Regions from separate parts of the Rattus norvegicus genome. Here region 1 is linked to region 2. Evidence: chromatin contacts called from public Hi-C data. All regions are on one chromosome and are shown on one strand. Each heading gives the region's core, a stretch centred on a gene start, on an enhancer-like site or on the middle of the called end of the contact. The rest is flanking DNA. Distances are from core to core; before and after follow the strand shown. Region 1 holds the start of Homer1 (homer scaffold protein 1). Region 2 has its middle 47 kb from the start of Homer1.

Evidence for each region. Hi-C and Micro-C count contacts between places; a contact is called where the count stands out from the background.
Region 1: a Hi-C map of psoas muscle shows a contact between it and region 2, with 1.5 times the contacts expected there. The contact joins the promoter of Homer1 here to the enhancer-like site in region 2. A contact is called at or near these places in 2 of 12 Hi-C or Micro-C datasets (frontal cortex and psoas muscle).

The regions. Positions count from the first base shown.
Region 1 is chr2:26,277,395-26,280,544 of GRCr8, forward strand. Homer1 (homer scaffold protein 1) reads left to right here and starts at 1,618. Exons shown (of 10, transcript NM_031707.2): 1 at 1,618-1,916. The coding sequence starts at 1,912.
Region 2 is chr2:26,230,571-26,233,589 of GRCr8, forward strand. No RefSeq gene overlaps it. Among named protein-coding and RNA genes, the nearest start is that of Homer1, 47 kb to the right of the region's middle. Within about 2 kb of position 1,456, at least 21 of the 93 cell types and tissues checked have an H3K27ac peak or open chromatin away from gene starts, as enhancers often do.

The DNA of each region.
Region 1 (3,150 bases), core at 368-2,867, 47 kb after region 2:
ACTTTTCCCTGCCGCTTGGGATGTGAACAGCCCGGGGATGCTGCGGCAAACCCAGTGGGAGAGGGAGACAGGACTTTACCGGCGGCACTTCGGCACTGTTGCTATGAGTGATTCATTCGCATTTGGCACATTTGTGCAAGGAAACCTCCTCCCGGCGCTCCCTCTCCAAGCTCTCCACAGACAGTCTCCGGCGCCTTGGCCTTTAAGGAGAAGCGAGAGAAACCAGAGCAGGTGGGCACCGAACAGCTCGCCCAACCCGCCTCCCCCAGCTCCTTCCCTAATTTAGCAGTACTTCCGGCCGCGTGACATCATCCCCCGCACAAGGTGACGTGAGCGGAGGGTGACGTATGTGCGGAGAGGAGCGCGCTGACGTAGCTATTTAAAGGTCCTCCTGCGGGGAGGATGGAGACACAGCGCGAGCACCTGGCGTGTGGAACGGACGAGGCCGTCCAGAGCCAGCACAGGAGCCGAGCGTGTTGTCCGCCCGCTGCCCGCCGCTAGGGGAGGGGAAGAAAAAAGGGACGGACCGACGGACCGGCCGGCTTATCCCCTCCGGGGTTGATCCTCACCGCCGGGTCCGAGCCCGTGCCCCGCCTCCAGCGAGCCCCACCTCCTCCGCGGGCCTGCGGCGGCGGCGGCGCTCCGCCCCTCGAGCCGGGAGGGCCGCGTTCACTGCCCCGCCCCGCCCCGCCCCCTCTCCTGCTCCGCTGCCGTGCTCGCCTCACGCCGGCGGCGCGGACTGGGAAGCGGCGCCCTCGGCTGCGCTCGGTTCGGAACCCGCTCTGTGGAGTCAGAGGCAGCGACGGGCGCCAGGCCGCCCGGGCCGGCGGAGGCGGCCGCTGAGGGGAGTGTGAGGAGGCAGCGGCGGCCCTGGGAATGTGAGGCGGCGCGGAGCGGGAGAGAAGAGCCGGGGTGGGGGCACGAGCCGCGGCTGCCGTGCCTCAGACGAGCCGCGAGCCTCTCGCTTCAGCGCGCGACCGCCGGGAGCTTGGGGGCTGGGTGCGGGGGACCGCGCGGGGCTGGGTTCTCTGATTCATTCATTCTCCGCGGCCCGGAGCCCGAGGCCGCGGGTGCTGCGAGGAGAGGCGGGAAGAGGGGGCGGCCGCGAGCGGGGCTCCTTTGTGCTCGGCGGGGGCCGGGAAGCCGTGGGAGGTGGGCTCGGGCCCCCTGCGCTGCTCCCCGGCGGCCGCTGCGCCCCCAGCTAGCCGCCAGCCTGGAAATGGCTCCGCTGATGCTCCTCGTGAGAACGAATCGATCCTTCCCAGCCTTCTCTGCCTGCTCTCCACCTCCTCTCTGCTCCGAGTCTTAGGAGAACGAACATTCAAAGGACAGATTCCAATGTGGTGTGCTGTGCACATCGCGAGCGGCTGGGGTTTGCACTTCGAGATTTCTTCTTTATAATTTTTTTTTTTTAATGTAAGGGAGACAGTGGAATTGCTACCCGTAGAATTTTTATTCAAGTGCACGTCGCGTTGGGTTGCACGCTCCACCCCCAGGGACCTGGTGTGGTGAAATTTGAACCCACCGCCTTAGCCCAAAGGCCGAGTAACCTGGCTGCTTGAGTGTCGTGGAAGACGTGAGCGAAATGATCAGCGAACTCATTTTTTATCAGACTCACTGAAGCTGGCTTTTGCGTTTTTCTACACGTACACTAATTTTATGGAATAGTTAAAGTGCTATATTCTCCGCGCAACCTTTTCAAATTCCAAATGTTTGAACGTTTTGGTGTCAGCGCGAGTGAAATCATTTTACCGACAAGAACTAACTGAATTGTCTGCCTCGTTGAGTTGCCTCCGGAAAAGATCTCGGGGGTGGAAAAGCAACTGCAAAATAACAGACGGAGAAAATTCCTTGGAAGTTATTTCTGTAGCATAAGAGCAGAAACTTCAGAGCAAGTTTTCATTGGGCAAAATGGGGTAAGGATTTTGTGCTTATCACAGCTTTAAATCTGCTTATGCGTGTGTGCAGTTGAGCGGTGATGGTGACCATGTTTTTAAATTCGATCCCTTGGAAAACGGGTACTACTTTAAAATACAGATTATATTTGTATTATTGTAGAGTGACACCAGAGGTCCTAATTAGAATGTGTAATGTTTGTAACTCAGTTACAGTTTTATTAATGATATATATGAAGACAATGCACTTGTCTACCCTGAACCTCCTAATAGACCGAACCGCTGTATAGGTCACTAAATTTTGCTATCTTAGGTTTGGTTGGCGGTGTCGTTCAAAGCTGCACATTCTGCCAGTACTTTGTAGAAATGATCAGCTGTCCAAAGGGGGGATTGTAGTGAGTGGTTAGACTCCAGTCCTTGGAACTGATCCCTTGTAAGTTGCTGCCCTCGCAGTGCCCTGTTCTATCCTTGAACATCCGAAACCAAATATACAGCTTGGTTTACTGGGCATTAAACGGAAATCTCAGGCTGTTTCGATCTAAACGGTGTGGGTGCTGGAGAGGCAAGCTGTTGATTGAAGGAACGTGTTCACTTCTCTGTTTTGTTTCTTTTTAAGCTCAAACCTTTAGCTTGTGCCAACAGTGTCAGATTTACATATTCGGCATAGCCCAAAGCCAGCCTAGAGTGCATTTCCTAAACTTTTCATTCTAACACTGCTGCATAATAAAATGCTAGTTCCTTAATTAAGCTGGAAGCCTGTGTTATGGAGTGGGGATCTTCGCATTTCTTTAGTGGATTGTCAGTGCTGTCTCTGCATTCTTCCTCAGGTCCAACTAGCACCGATAAAAAAGTAGTTGAGGAACGAGGTTTGGAATGATGGATTTTGAAATTCATTGTGATAGCTTAGGAACACACACTTTATAAAGTTCTTGAATAGTTGCTTTTTTGCCCTAGTAATTACAATTCGAAGTTTATTGGCTTATACAACTTTGAAAATGTAGTCATGTGTCATAGCAGTTCTTCCTCAGGAATTAATTATGAGTTGATAATTATTTTTAATACTTAAATGACAAGTGATAAGAATGTAATTAAAATACCTTATTCTATTTCTGGTTCTGCTATTAGTAGCAAAGTGACCTTCAGCAAATTACTTAACCTTTATGGGCTGTATTCTTGTCGGTAAAATGAGGAGTGTAAGAGTTTTCCAACCTGTAAAAATGATTTTCTTTCTTTCCTCATTTAATGGTCAGCAGTT
Region 2 (3,019 bases), core at 206-2,705:
TGCAAAACAGGAGTAAAAATCTCATGTCTGTTGAAATGTTGGGCTAGAGTGAAGATAAGGGAGTTGTGCATGCTTGAGCACACCATGTTCCTTACAAGACTTGTTACATGAAGGTGCAGCTTAGCATCACTAGAAGCTGGCTATAGGGACCGCACAATATGTCATAGATATCCCCTGGCTCAGACAGAGTTCTGGTTTAATAACTCCATTCATCCCAGGCTGAAATGCATTCATTTTTTCTTTTATTTATGAGTTGATGAATAAAGCCATGTGATGTTCTTATCAGTCGGGTACCATGCTATGTTTCAGTGCATGATTGTATTTTGTAACATTTAAGCTGGATTAAACACATCTATTATTGTTTGAAGTGCATGGGATGGAATCTGGGACCACATCAAATAAATTATCACTTTGCACTGCCACAGCCCATGACATACATTTAATGTACTGAGACTACTAATCAGCTTAGCAACACAGTACACTAAGGAGGAGGATTCGTTGTTTCTTCTGGGATCTGCAGGTGCAGTTCCTCTGCCAAGAGTGCGTGTTGGACTGAGGTCACTCGTCCAGGAGAAGGTCAAAATCCAAAGTACGTGTTTTCCTTGATCCGTATTGTCTCATCATCATAAAGTGGCAGCGCTCTAAGTCAAATATCGCGTAAACCGTTGACTAACTGTATAGAAGTTGGGAGACACCTGCCATTTTAAAAATAATTATTCTCCAAAGGAAAAAAATAACACTTTTCACAAACTATAAAATAATTTCTTTTCAGGAAAGAATAAGAATATGAAAAAATAATAAAAATGAAGATAGTTAGCCTTGAATTTAAATACAAAAATCAACACATGAAGGAAGATTCAAGTTCCAAGTTGGTATATTTTCGTTTTCTCAGCATTTCAGTGAATAAAAATATACATTTAACTATATTTATTTTTAAAATGTCTGATCTTTTATATTTATTTTTAAAAAGTCTGATTTTTTAAAAATCTTTTTATTGGCTCTCCCCCTTGTTATCTTTGTCTTTTCCACAGTTCTGCTGCCTTTGAGAATGTTTTTTTCCTCCTTATAGGCTCATCTGACTTTCCAGGAGACAGCTCAAAAGAGCTGGGGCAAATGGGCTCCAAGCCAGAGACTTCAAGTTGAGCGGGTGCCCTGCCTTGGGAAGTGCAGCCCTGGGCAAGCCACTTCTGCTAAGAGACATAGCCCCACAGAATGGGGTTATTAAGCAGTAGCTAAACTATAGTTATCACCAAATTTTATTGATTTTCATATTGATTTTTGTCTACAGAAAGCTATCAGTTTTGCTTTCATCCATAATCATGCCTTGCTGGATAGCCTAAGTTGTTTATAGATCACAGCTTCTGTCATCCTCAGGTTTAGATACCCAACACTCTCCCTCCTAGACTCCACGACACCCTTCCCTCCGACTGGTGACTCATGTCTGAGCTGTCAGGCTTTCCTGGTTTGTATTCACCTCGGGACAGTCTCTGTTCTTGCTTCCCTGGCCATCTTCACCTCCTGCTGGTTCTTCCTGCCCTGCACAGACCCACAATTCAAAACGATGGTTTTCCCTAGAGTCTGTGTGCTTATCCTTCCTCAAACTGCCTCTTGCTACTCAGAATCTCCACTACCATTTTCCCACAGGCTTCTTGCTGGCAAAGTCCTGAAGACTCTCCACGTCCCACAGCTTCCTGCTCTGTCTGCATCTTTTGCATAGCCTCCCTGTTCCTGCCATATTCCCTTCAGGTGTCGATTCTGATGGAGAATAGGCCCAAGATAGGTGGTGTACAGCGGTAACCCCAGCACACAAGAGCCTGTGTCAGGACAACTGCATGTTCCAGGCTTGCCTGGGATACTCTGCAATCGAAAGGAAGCAGAAGAGAACATGGCAAGTCTTTGCACACTGTGGTCTCATAACCAGAACAGCACCGGTGTGTGGTAGTCAGTGGTACATAGGCAGACATTTTCTAGTCTTCTTGGTCTTTGGACTTGGTTCTCTAGATTTTCACAATCCATGCATTTTAGCATAGCGCTGTGTGTGTGTGTGTGTGTGTGTGTGTGTGTGTGTGTGTGTGTGTGTGTGTGTTTTAGAGCACTGTATGTGCTCTAGATCTGGGGTACACCTTCCTCCTAGTTAGCACACCGCTGGTACTTACAATAAGCATCTCATGGGGCATCGTTACCGCATCACGCATGTTATTGCTTAAGTCAAAGCTTTTATAATTAGAACAGAGAATGACTCAACATCCTTGCAGGAGGGGAGGAGAGGGGGTGGGGTGTATTTAAGACACTGCAGTGAGGCTGTGGGCATCCAAGCACCGGCAGCCTCACGGGAAATGAAGCAGCTTCTCTGTCTCTCACTGTGTCCTGGCATCTTCTGTCAGCCCCATCAGGTTTCAACTGCCTGGTCATGTGTCCCATTAGTTTTGATGTAATTTGAGTCCCTAACACTCTTGCAGCCTGCCTCTGTTGCTTCCTTTCTTGTTCTCAAAGATCGAAGAGTGCACTCCGATGACAAGGCTTGCCCGTCTGGGCCAACCCACATTTATTTATTTATTCATCAAATATTTATGGGACACCCGATACGTGCTGGGTACACTTCTACACGCCGACATAAATTTGACAAGAAAGACAGATGAGAACGTGTCCCTGGGGAGCTTACCTTTGGCTTCCTTCCAGCCAGTCACTATCGGCAGTGTTTGAGCTGGAAAGCACCTTTGGCCTCATGCTCTGAGTTGGAAGTAGGAAGGCAATGTCATGGGAGAGGCAGCATGGCCACCAAATCCACAGAGGTGAGCAAGGCAGACTCCCCTGCAGGATATGGAGGCAGGCATGGGAGTACTTTGGCATAACTATCCCTTGAAATTTTCAATACATGATGCATATTCCCTTGCTCCCGATGTATCTTATACGTGGCTTTTAAAGCATTTTTATGGGTATAGGTGCATATAGATGTATGCGGGCATGCACATAGAGGATAGAGGACAGCACTATTGTCATCTTCAGAAATGCCACCCAC